4 separate regions of the Mus musculus genome follow, and all the other regions are linked to region 3. Evidence: chromatin contacts called from public promoter capture Hi-C data. All regions are on one chromosome and are shown on one strand. Each heading gives the region's core, a stretch centred on a gene start, on an enhancer-like site or on the middle of the called end of the contact. The rest is flanking DNA. Distances are from core to core; before and after follow the strand shown.

Region 1 (2,825 bases), core at 74-2,573, 470 kb before region 3:
CAGATGTAGAGTTTTCCTGGAAGAATTTTTGGAGTCACTTAAGCATACTATCATATCATCCAGAAATAATGATACCTTAACTTCTTTTTTTCCAAATTGTACCTCCTAGATCTCTGAGCTAGGGCTAGGGAGAGCCTTGTCTTGTTCATGATTATAGTGAGATTGCCTTAAGTATCTCTCCATTTTTAATTTGATATTGGCTGTTTGTTTGCTGTATATTACTTTTATTATATTTAGGAATGGACCTTAAGTATCTCTCCAATACTTTAACATGATGGGGAGTTGTATTTTGTCAAAGCCTTTTTTAGCATCTAATGAGATGATCATGTGATTTTTTTCTTTGAGTTTACTTATATAGTGGGTTACATTAATATATTTTCATATATTGAACCAACCTTGCATGTCTGAGATGAAGCCTACTTGATCATGGTGGATGATGGTTTTGATACATTCTTTGGTTCAGTTTGCTAGAATTTTCCTAAGTATTTTTGCATTGATATTCACAAACGTAAATTAGTTGGGAGTTTTCACTCTTTGTTGTGTCTTTGTGTGGTTTAGGTATCACCATTATTGTGGGATTTATTTGTTTCCTTTTTAAGGCTTCTACCTATTTACCTGTGTTTTCCTGTATTTTTTTTTTGGGTGGGGGGAGGTTTATATCCTCCTTGAAGGACTCAATTATGTTCATGAAATAGAATTTTAGGTCAGCATCCTGGTTTTCAGGTGTGTTGTGATATCCAGGGCTTACTGTGGTGGCAGAACTGGGTTCTCATGCTGCCAAAGTATATTGGCTTTATTGCTTATGGTCTTGTGCTTGCATGTCACCATCTGCTTATCTCTGGTGCTAACTGGTCTAGGTTTCTCAGTATGGAGTCTGACTCATCTGTCAATGGGTTGCTTTCCATCTCGTGGGAGACCAGTGGCTCTGACTGTAACAGATAACCTTGGAGGTCTTCAGACTGTGGGGCCTTCTGGGAGCACACAAGCTGATGATTTGTTGTCCTGGGTGCAGCAGATCTTTTTGGAGGCCTTCAGACTGTGGGGTCTTCACAGTAGCAGACAAGCTGATGACCTGTCATCGTGGAATGCTCAGGCTAGGGGGCAGGTGGAGTTCGAGTGGAGGGGATGTGTTCTGAGTCTGCTGGGATCATCAGGGTTCCCAGCTGCTACAATTATTTGGGAGGGTCCCTTACCTTTTGCCCTGAGTACAGGAGATCTCCTGGGAGACCTTCAGACTCTGGGGTATCTAGAGGGGCAGATAAACTCATGTTTTTCTATCAACACAGTAATGTTCATTTCCTTATCAGCTTTGAGCAGTGCCAGTTATATTTTAACTTCTTGGCTAATGCTTCTTGGATAAAAGGTCAAGCAGTGACAAAAGGGATTACACTCTGAACAGAAGGACTTTAATTTTCAGGATGCTTTGGAAGTGGATTTCTGTTCTGCTGCTGCTGCAGATAAGTTGCTGCTTCAGATCTGCAAAGTATGGGAGGGTGTTGTTGTGGCTGGTGGACTACAGTCACTGGATGAATATAAAGATAATACTGGATGAACTTGTACAGAAGGGCCATGAAGTCACTATTCTGAGACCTTCAATTTCCATTTTTCTTGATCCCACAGTATTGCCTGGCCTTAAGTTTGAAACTTTTTCTACATCCTTCAGGAATGATGACATGGAAATTATTTTTGCTAGTGTTGTGGATATATGGACTTATGAGTTTCCAAGAGATACATGTTTATCATATTCCCCTTTACTACAAAATATAATTGATGAATATTCTGATTAATCTCTAATTCTTTGTAAAAACACAGTTTCAAACAAACAGCTCATGGCAAAACTCCAAGAATCCAAGTTTGATGTTACTTTGTCAGATGCTGTTGGTCCCTGTGGGGAGCTCATAGCTGAACTGCACCAAATTCCTTTTCTATATAGTCTTGGCTTTTCCCTGGCTAACAACTTGAAAAATACAGTGGAGGACTTCCTCTCCCTGCCTCTTATGTACCTGTAATTTTGTCAGGATGAGGTGGCCAAATGACATTCAAAGAGAGGGATAAAAATATGATATGTATGCTTTATTTTGACTTTTGTTTCCAGACATTTAGGGAGAAGAAATGGGGTCAGTTTTACAGCGAAACTTTAGGTAAGTTATGCTTCTCTTCACAGGCTTAACATGTTTCACATGTATATTAAGATGCATTTCTGTTAAGTACAAAGTGGAGTCTTTTACAGGTGGTCAAATGTAATTATATTAGCTAACAAACTCTCTGTAAAAGCTCATATTATTGATCAAATAGAAGACGGTAGTAGTCCTGATATAAGACATTCTAGTTAGCTATATGGTGACAAAGAGAAGCATTTAGTCCCTAAATATTTTTTTATCTCATTTAATACAAAAGGTTTCTCTATTTTAACAAGACCCTAGCCAGGTACTCAAATTTTGATCCGTGTAGATTCAAGAATGATGTGTGTGTGTGTGTGTGTGTGTGTGTGTGTGTGTGTGTGTGTGTAATATTGAAGAAATTAATTTCTTTTACCTAGGCCAGTATCAGTTTTGAAAATTAAGTGGTGTGGGTTGTGAGAATATGACCAAAAGTTTAAGAATGTTCTTTCCACATTTTTAGTACCTGTTGTCTATTCCTAACACCCACTTGTGTCCAGTGTTTCAAAATTTCCTGTAACTTCACTTTCAGCAGACCTGTGACACTTTTATTGTATCCATAGTCACTGGGATAAATTTAGCATACACTCATGCAGATACACACACACATAAATGAAAAGATAAATCATATAATGTTTTCTTTTAATTTCTTATAGATTTCTGCTA
Region 2 (3,055 bases), core at 521-3,020, 490 kb before region 3:
GTCCATTAAGGTGAAGTTGGCATAGCAGGTTTAATATTTGCATTTAAATCCTACCCTGCCACCACTCCAGAGGAAGTGGAAGATGAACGCCAAAAGCAATACCCAACTTTATTCAGATAATCAAATAAAGTATACTCTGAGGGTTAAACAAAGATTTTTTTTTTGAGATGAGCTTTTTTTTTCAATTTTTTAATTAGATATTTTCTTCATTTACATTTCAAATGCTATCCTGAAAGTTCCATATACCCCCCCCCCTGCCCTGCTCCCCTACCCACCCACACCCACTTCTTGGCCCTGGTGTTCCCCTCTACTGGGGCATATAAAGTTTGCAAGACCAAGGGGCCTCTCTTCCCAATGATGGCCAACTAGGCCATCTTCTGCTACATATGCAGCTAGAGACACGAGCTCTGGGGGGTACTGGTTAATTCATATTGTTTCTCCTCCTATAGGTTTGCAGACCCCTTTAGATCCTTGGGTTTTTCTCTAGCTCCACAATTGGGGAGGTGTTCCATCCAATAGATGACAATGAGCATCCACTTCTGAATTTGCCAGGCACTGTCATAGCCTCACAAGAGACAATTATATCAGGGTCCTTTCAGCTAAATTTTGCTGGCATATGCAATAGAGTCTGCATTTGGTGGCTGATTATGGGATGGATCCCCGGGTGGGGCAGTCTCTGGATGATCCATCCTTTCATGTCAGTTCCAAACTTTGTCTCTGTAACTCCTTCCATGGGTATTTTGTTCGCTTATCTAAGTAGGAATGAAGTATCCATGCATTGGACTTCCTTCTTGATTTTCTTGTGTTTTGCAAATTGTATCTTGGGTATTCTAAGTTTCTGGTCTAATATCCACTTACCAGTGAGTACATATGAAGTGAATTCTTTTGTGATTGGGTTACCTCACTCAGAATGATATTTTATATTTCTATCCATGTGCCTAAGAATTTCATAAATTCATTGTTTTTAATATCTGAGTAGTACTCCATTGTGTAAAGGAAGCACACTATCTATATCCATTCCTTTGTTGAGGGACAACTGGAATCTTTCCAGCTTCTGGCTATTATAAGTGAGGATGCTATCATCATAGTGGAGCATGTTCCATTATTACATGTTGGAGCATTTTCTGGGGAAATGCCCAGGAGAGGTATTGCTGGGTCGTCAGTTAGCACTATGTTCAATTTTCTGAGTAACCACCAAACTGATTTCCAGAGTGGTTGAACTAGCTTGCAATTCCACCAACAATAGAGGAGTGTTCCTCTTTCTCCACATCCTCACCAGCATCTGACTGCACCTGAGTTTTTGATCTTAGACATTCTGACTGCTATGAGGTGGAATCTCAGGGTTGTTCCGGTTTGCATTTCCCTGATGACTAAGGATGTTGGACATTTCTTTAGGTGCTTTTCAGCCATTCAGTATTCCTCAGTGGAAAATTCTTTGTTTAGCTCTGTACCCAATTTTTGATAGGGTTATTTGGTTCTCTGGAGTCTCACTTCTTGAGTTCTTTGTATATATTGGATATTAGCCTTCTATCAGATGTAGGGTTGGTAAACATCTTTTCTCAATCTCTTGGTTGCCATTTTGCCCTATTGACAGTGTCCTTTGCCTTACAGAAGCTTTGCATTTTTATGAGGTCCCATTTGTCAATTATTGATCTTAGAGCATAAGCTATTGATTTTCTGATCAGGAAATTTTTCCCTGCGCCTAGGTCTTCAATGTTTTTTCCCACTTTCTCTTCTATTAGTTTCAGTGTATGTGGTTTTACAAGGAGGTCACTGATTAACTTAGACTTGAACTTTGTACAAGGAGATAAGAGTATATCAATTTGTGTTCTTTCACATGCTAACCGGCAGTTGAACCGGCACCATTTGTTGAAAAAGCTGTCTTTTTTCCACTGGATGGTTTTACTCCTTTTTCAAAGATCAGATGACCATAGATCTGTGTGTTCATTTCTGGGTCTTCAATGCTATTGCACTGATCTACCCGCCTGCTACTGTACCAATACCATGCAGTTTTATTGCAATTGCTCTGTATTACAGTTTGAGATCAGGGATGGTGAATCCACCAGAAGTTCTCTTATTGTTGAGAATAGTTTTCTATATACTAGGATTTTTGTTATACCAGATGAATTTGCAAATTGCTCTTTCTGACTCCATGAAGAATTGAGTTGTAATTTTGATAGGGGTGCACTGAATCTGTAGATTGATTTCCACAAGATAGACATTTTTACTATATTAATCCTGCCAATCCATGAGCATCTGAGATCTTTCCATCTTCTGATACCTTCTTCGATTTCTTTCTTCAGAGTCTTGAAGTTCTTGTCATATAGATCATTTACTTGCTTAGTTAGAGTCACACCAAGGTATTTTATATTATTTGTGACTATTGTGAAGGGTGTTTTTTTTCCTAATTTCATTCTTACTCAGTTTATCCTTTGACTAGGGAAAGGACACTTCTTTGTTTGAGTTAATTTTATATCCAGCTACTTTCCTGAAGCTATTTATCAGGTTGAGTTCTCTGGTGGAATTTTTGAGGTCACTTAAGTATACTATCATATTATCTGCAAATAGAGGTATTTTGCCTTCTTTCTTTCCATTTTATATCCCTTTGATCTCCTTTTGTTGTCTAATTGCTCTGCCTAGGGTTTTGAGTACTATATTGAACAGGTAGGAAAAGAGTATGCAGCCTTGTCTAGTCCCTGATTTAGTGGGATTGCTTCAAGTTTCTCTCCATTTAGTTTGATGTTGACTTCTGGTTTGCTGTATATTGCTTTTACTATGTTTATGTATGGGCCTTGAATTCCTGATCTTTTCAAGATTTTTTATCATGAATGGGTGTTTAGTTTTGTCAAATGCTTTCTCATCATCTAATGAAATGCTAGTTTGTTTCTTTTCTTTGAATTTGTTTATATAGTGGATTACATTGATGCATTTTCATATATTGAACCATAGCTGCATCCCTCGGATGACGCCTACTTGATCATGATGGATGATCTTTTTGATGTATTCTTGGATTTGGTTTGTGAGAATTTTATTGAGTATTTTTACATTGATATTT
Region 3 (2,972 bases), core at 271-2,770:
AATAAGAATCACACATTTTTCTAGTGAATGTTATAGTCCTTTTAAAGAAGATTATACTTCATAGACCTAGTGTTGAGAGGTTGAATGTAAAATATACATTGAAGCAGCTGAATAAGCTGATCTATGTTATTTGGTTATTTATTATTGTTCATTTAAATACTGAAGCTTCTCTGTCAAAGAAAATTGTTTTTATATAACTTAGTTAACATTGAACTGTTTTTTAATGTTATACAGCCATCAGGTTCAAAACATGGAAAAGAAAATCCTGGGTTTTCTTAATTAAAAAGAAATTTTAAAATAACCACTGTCCTCAATATTTAAAAATCACACTATGCCTTGAGACACTCTTCCCATTTCTAGTATGGAACTATCAAGTTCTGTCTAAAATAGCTATGATATCAGAGGACAGTCCCGTTTTTACATTTAGAATTTTATGCTACTTGTAAGCAGAATTAGAGAACTAGATTTTTGGATTCATTCAAAAACCATTTACTAAGTATTACTTTGTTCTATATAAAGATGACTAAGGCATGGTCACTGCAGGAAAAACAATATAGGGGAGTGTAAGCTGTCACTTACAAACAAACCTAGCTCAATAAATCCATAAAAGAGCCAAATTAATAGTGAAATGCAGAATATATTCAGTGTGATCACTTTAGGAAGAGAGACAAAAGGAGCCAGTCACCCTTAATTCCATCTTTGGGATTCTTACAAGGCATCTGCATAGCTAAGCTTTCCAGGAATGGCATGGGACCTTGCCCACCATTAACTTAGCTCCTAGTCACCAGAAATGTTAGCCTGCCCTAACTTGTAAATTGCCCTCCTGGATACAAATTCCTCCTCTGGGTGTCCCCAGAGATCAAACATTTCTTCTCCTAGCAGAAAGTTACTGGGGAAAGTCTTTCAATAGTCTGAGAGTCAAAGAGGAAAACACAAATGTCTCCTTATCTCTTCACTTTTGCTAGGCTGACTAGTTACAAGTAAGCAGGTTCTTGATGGGGTAGAGATGGAGCTAATGGGAAGACTAAAAGAATGGGGCTTCCATCTAGATTATAATATGCTCTAAACGTAAGTGCAGTGTGTTTAATTCTGAGATTACACTATAGACCTCTGAGCCATATACTTAAAATCACTAAGTAGTATGGTAACTGGTCAGTGTTGCCAATATTCATATGACAAAACACTGACCTATGGTATTTATAAAAATGTGACTGGACAGTTTGCCTTTACTTCAGATTCTTTATCAAAGAAGCTCCATTAGGAGAAAGAGAGAGTGAAAGGAAGGGAGAAAGAGAGATCTTACTTTTCACTGTTCTCCAAATACAGTATACATTCAAGATCACTGAGAATCCAGAGTCATTTCCCACTTTCACATCTGCATCCAGGTTTTGGCATTTGCCCTCCAGAGGCTGTGACTCCCATTTCTATTTGCTTTGGTGTGTACAAGTTACACTTTAACTGACTGATTACTGCTCTTTCTATATCTGTAAGAGCTGAGCAATCATCCTTTGGAAGGCAGGCCTGAAGTTAACCAAGATGCCTGTGAAAATGACAGCAGCCCTGCTCCTGCTCCTGCTCCAGCTGAGTGGCTTCTTTGGATCTGGGACTGGTGGGAAGGTGCTGGTGTGGCCAATGGAGTTCAGCCATTGGCTCAACTTGAAGACAATCCTAGACGAGCTTCTGAAGAAGGGTCATGAAGTGATGGTTCTGAGACCTTCAGCATCCTTATCTTATGAGGTTGACAACACATCTGCTATTGAATTCGAGACTTATCCTACATCATACTCCTTATCTGAGTTAGAGGAAATTTTCTGGGAATCACTCAAGAAATATATTTATGAGCTGCCAAAGCAGTCATTTTGGGGATACTTCTTAATGTTGCAAGAAATGGTTTGGGTAGATTCAAAATATTTTGAAAGTCTCTGTAAAGATGTAGTTTTTAACAAAGAACTCATGACAAAGCTACAAAAATCAAGGTTTGATGTGATCCTGGCAGATCCCTTCATACCCTGCGGTGATCTGCTGGCTGAGGTTCTCAAGATCCCCCTTGTGTACAGTCTCCGCTTCTTTCCTGGCTCCACTTATGAGAAGTACAGTGGGGGACTCCCACTGCCTCCTTCCTATGTGCCTGTTGTTATGTCAGAATTGAGTGACAGGATGACTTTCATGGAGAGGGTGAGAAATGTCATCTATATGCTGTGTTTTGACTTTTGGTTCCAAACATTTAATGAGAAGAACTGGAATCAGCTTTATACTGAAGTATTAGGTAAGTGCCCTGTTCAGTGCCCTGGTGGGATTGCTGGATTCTCAATTTGCTGTGTCATTGAATGTGAATGTCTAAGAACAGGTCTGACAGGGGAATGATTTGTCTCTCCTAAATAAAATGATGGGAAAACTAGAAAATTAGCTGTCAAATTCAAGCATTGTAAAGAACTTTGTATTCCAGTGTCAGTTGCAAAACCTTGTCTATGAATTGTCAGCACACACTCACATAACAAAACTATGATTATTTCTCTAAGAAATTACATAGGCCCAAGACATTTTTCCTCGTGTTTTAAAGCAACACTTTTACCTGACTGGTGCCTTCATTGTCATTAATATCTTTGCCACTTTATTATATTCATTGCTATTATTATCATGTGTATGAACATGCACACTTGTGTCATGGGAAAGGGGGATTGTGCTCTGGGTTGCTTATGTAGAGGCCAGATTAAACTTTGAAGAGTTCTTATTTCTACCTCTATGTATGTTCTTGGGATCAATTTAGGTGTTTACGCTTGTATAGAGATTGAACTCAAGTCTTTAGCTTGCATGGAATACCTTTACCTTCTAATGTGTTACACCAGCCTCTAAAACATATGCTTTAAACAAAGGCAAAGTCTTCATGACTTATAAAATACACTGAGGATTATACATACTTCTAGCATAGGTAAATATCTATCTATCATCTTTCTATTTACAATCAAAGGAGG
Region 4 (3,179 bases), core at 106-2,605, 350 kb before region 3:
CCTGAGATTACTAACTCCTATTTGAAAAACTGTGAGATGCCTGTTTACTAACTGTCAACACTGGGACATTTCATCTGAATGAGGAACACTCTTACGAAATTCCAAGCCCAGGGTTGACTCCAGGACTCCGAGGACATTGGTGAAGGCCAGGAAGCAAAGTTCAGTCTAGCTTAGGTATTTGACACATTATTTCTCAGAGGTACCTATAATAAAACAATACTGAAAGAAAGTACACAGATCCATTCACCAACTAATGCAGGGACAAGTTGGAACATTTGTGTTACAGGATGCCAAGGCTCCAGGGCCCTAAGTTTCCATAAAACTTTTCTGCCTTGGGACTCATCGAAGTTTTTGGGGCTGCCATGCAGTCTTCACTGGTGTGTGTATAGCATTTCCCACTTTATATCTTTTAGATGAAGTTTCAGAATGTCCCACCTCAATCTCAGAAGAACTCTAAAGATAAGTGGAAACACAATGATTACTAATAAAATAATGTCAATTATAATAGCATGCAAGATTATATACTTAACCCAATCTAAGGGATTTAATACAAATAGATTATTTTTTAAATCTCTGGCTAATTTCTCAATGTTCTATTTATCCAAAGGACTTCTGTTAATATCTGAAATTTCTATCTTTAATTGCTGTATAATATGTGAAATATCTGTATTTTTCCACACTCCCTGCAAATGAGCCTTAGTCTTTCCCCAATTAATGGTTGCATTATAAGTTAATGGCATGACACATATATATTGAAATGAAGCACGACCTTTAGTAGCTAACCTAACCTTAATATTTGCTATAACCTGTCCCCATCTATTGTTAACATATCATCATAGAAAACTGTAGCTAACTTTCAAATATGTCTCTAAAACTGTCTAGAACCAGCCTTTTAAATGAAGTCTGTTATTTCTAATATTGGATTGATTATTAGAACAGTCCATGATTTAGTCAGAATAATTGGTCACATTAAAGGAAAGGGAAGAGTCATCATGACATTCAACTATGTAAATTAATAAGCTTTCAAGGCCATATAGAGGAGAATTCAGAGATCAGCCATATTATGATGTCACTAGTTTTGTGAGACATCTTAGAATATTCTAATATCCCATTAATAATTGAACATGACATCATTATTTCTTGGCTATTTGAAAACATGCCATCATAAGAGACGTGACTCACTCTCATGTAAACAGGGAATAATTGAAATCATTCTTCGATTCTTTTCCCAAAACCTTAGTTCTGGTCTTTTAATTATCAGCTCTGGGAAATGCAAGTTATAGTTTAACCTCTGGGCTGAAGCTTCTTGGATAAAAGGTCAAGCAGTGACAGAAGCAAATGAACTGTGAAGAGAAGGATTTTGATTTTCAGGATGCCTGGAAAGTGGATTTCTGCTCTGTTGCTGCTGCAGATAAGTTGCTGCTTCAGATCTGTGAAATGTGGGAAAGTGTTGGTGTGGCCGATGGAATTCAGTCATTGGATGAACATAAAAATAATACTGGATGAACTGGTACAGAGGGGCCATGAAGTCACTGTTCTGAGACCTTCAGCTTACTATGTTCTTGATCCCAAAAAATCACCTGGCCTTAAGTTTGAAACTTTTCCTACATCTGTCACTAAAGATGATCTGGAAAATTTTTTCATACAGCTTTTGAATGTGTGGACTTATGAGTTGTCAAGAGATACATGTTTGTCATATTCTCCTTTAATGCAAAATATGTTTGATGAATTATCTGGTTATTATCTAAGTCTTTGTAAAGATGTCGTTTCAAACAGACAGCTCATGACAAAGCTACAGGAATCAAAGTTTGATGTCCTTTTGTCAGATCCTGTTGCTTTTGGTGGGGAGCTAATCGCTGAATTGCTCCACATACCTTTTCTGTACAGTCTTCGCTTCACTGCAGGTTACAGAATTGAAAAATCCAGTGGAAGATTTCTACTACCTCCCTCTTATGTGCCTGTTATTCTGTCAGGATTAGGTGGACAAATGACATTCATAGAGAGAGTAAAAAATATGATATGCATGCTTTATTTTGACTTTTGGTTCCAGATGCCTAATGATAAGAAATGGGATTCATTTTACACTGAATATTTGGGTAAGTTACATTTTTTTTTCTAAGTTGCTTGAATACCTAAGTTTCACAAGTGTGTAAATCTTTATGTCCATGAAATAGAAAGTGTAAGAGTCCTTTATAAGTGATCAAATGTATAATGATATAAACTATCAAAGTCACAAGCTCTTGTAAATGCTCATATATTTGATCAAATAGGAGAAGGTATCGGTATCAGTACTGATAGAAGACATTTCGGTTAGCTATACAATTACATAGAGATGAAATTAGATGGTCCCTAAATGATTCTTTACCCATATACTGAAATGTTTTCTTCTATTTTAATAAGTCACTAAGCAGTTACCAATTAATCTTGATTAATGGAGATTCAAGAATGGCATATTTTGTTATATATATATATATATATATATACATATATATATATATATATATACATACACACATTGAATAAGTTATTTCCTCTTGCCTAGGCCAGTGTATTTATTTAAAATGAAAATGTAGGGTCAGAAAACATGGCCAAAGATTTAAGATTGTTTCTGTACAGAGCTCTGTGCCAGAGCTCTTTTCCTGGGACCACTCATATACAATGGCTCAAAATTGCCTGTAACTTCACCTTCAAGAGAACTGCTGTCCTTTATCATATCCACAGGCACTGGCATAAACTTAACATATACTCATGAAGACACACATACCTATAAATGAAAAGATAAAACATAAAATATTTTCTTTGTATATAACTATAAAATCCCCCACATCTTGAAAACTATTACATTATTTCTGAAGTTTAAAAGTGGAACAGAGCCAGGCGCGGTGGCCCACGCCTTTAATCTCTTGGAGGCAGAGGCAGGCGAATTTCTGAATTAGAGGCCAGCCTAGTCTACAGAGTGAGTTCCAGGATAGCCAGGGAAACACAGAGAAACCCTGTCTCGAACCCCCCCCCCCAAAAAAAAAGTGGAACAGATATTTCTACCAGTCCCCACATTTCCTTATTGGGTCCTTTCCTAAATTCAATTGCAAATGCCTAAATTCTACAGGGACCCGGACCCACATGCTATATTTTCTGAATTCACTTTTTTTTTTTTTCTCTTAAAAATGTACCACAGATAA

What was found. Promoter capture Hi-C pulls out the DNA fragments that hold promoters and counts their contacts.
Region 1: a promoter capture Hi-C map of liver shows a contact between it and region 3, with 3 times the contacts expected there. The contact joins the enhancer-like site here to the promoter of Ugt2b34 in region 3. A contact is called at or near these places in 9 of 39 promoter capture datasets (the HPC-7 cell line, cranial neural crest, embryonic stem cells and 5 more), 1 of 484 Hi-C or Micro-C datasets (liver) and 1 of 115 datasets of contacts at active chromatin or transcription factors (pancreatic cancer cells).
Region 2: a promoter capture Hi-C map of liver shows a contact between it and region 3, with 3 times the contacts expected there. The contact joins the enhancer-like site here to the promoter of Ugt2b34 in region 3. A contact is called at or near these places in 4 of 39 promoter capture datasets (embryonic stem cells, frontonasal cranial neural crest, hippocampal neurons and 1 more) and 1 of 115 datasets of contacts at active chromatin or transcription factors (pancreatic cancer cells).
Region 4: a contact with region 3 is called in a promoter capture Hi-C map of liver, with 5 times the contacts expected there. The contact joins the promoter of Ugt2b37 here to the promoter of Ugt2b34 in region 3. A contact is called at or near these places in 3 of 39 promoter capture datasets (3T3-L1-derived adipocytes and liver) and 1 of 9 other capture datasets (pancreatic islet).

The regions. Positions count from the first base shown.
Region 1 is chr5:87,378,514-87,381,338 of GRCm38.p6, reverse strand. It overlaps the pseudogene Gm21049. Among named protein-coding and RNA genes, the nearest start is that of Ugt2a3, 43 kb to the right of the region's middle. Within about 2 kb of position 1,323, at least 11 of the 459 cell types and tissues checked have an H3K27ac peak or open chromatin away from gene starts, as enhancers often do. A contact at or near this core is called in liver, where this site is marked.
Region 2 is chr5:87,395,911-87,398,965 of GRCm38.p6, reverse strand. No RefSeq gene overlaps it. Among named protein-coding and RNA genes, the nearest start is that of Ugt2b38, 27 kb to the left of the region's middle. Within about 2 kb of position 1,770, at least 5 of the 459 cell types and tissues checked have an H3K27ac peak or open chromatin away from gene starts, as enhancers often do. A contact at or near this core is called in liver, where this site is marked.
Region 3 is chr5:86,905,485-86,908,456 of GRCm38.p6, reverse strand. Ugt2b34 (UDP glucuronosyltransferase 2 family, polypeptide B34) reads left to right here and starts at 1,520. Exons shown (of 6, transcript NM_153598.2): 1 at 1,520-2,266. The coding sequence starts at 1,537.
Region 4 is chr5:87,252,964-87,256,142 of GRCm38.p6, reverse strand. Ugt2b37 (UDP glucuronosyltransferase 2 family, polypeptide B37) reads left to right here and starts at 1,355. Exons shown (of 6, transcript NM_053215.3): 1 at 1,355-2,096. The coding sequence starts at 1,373.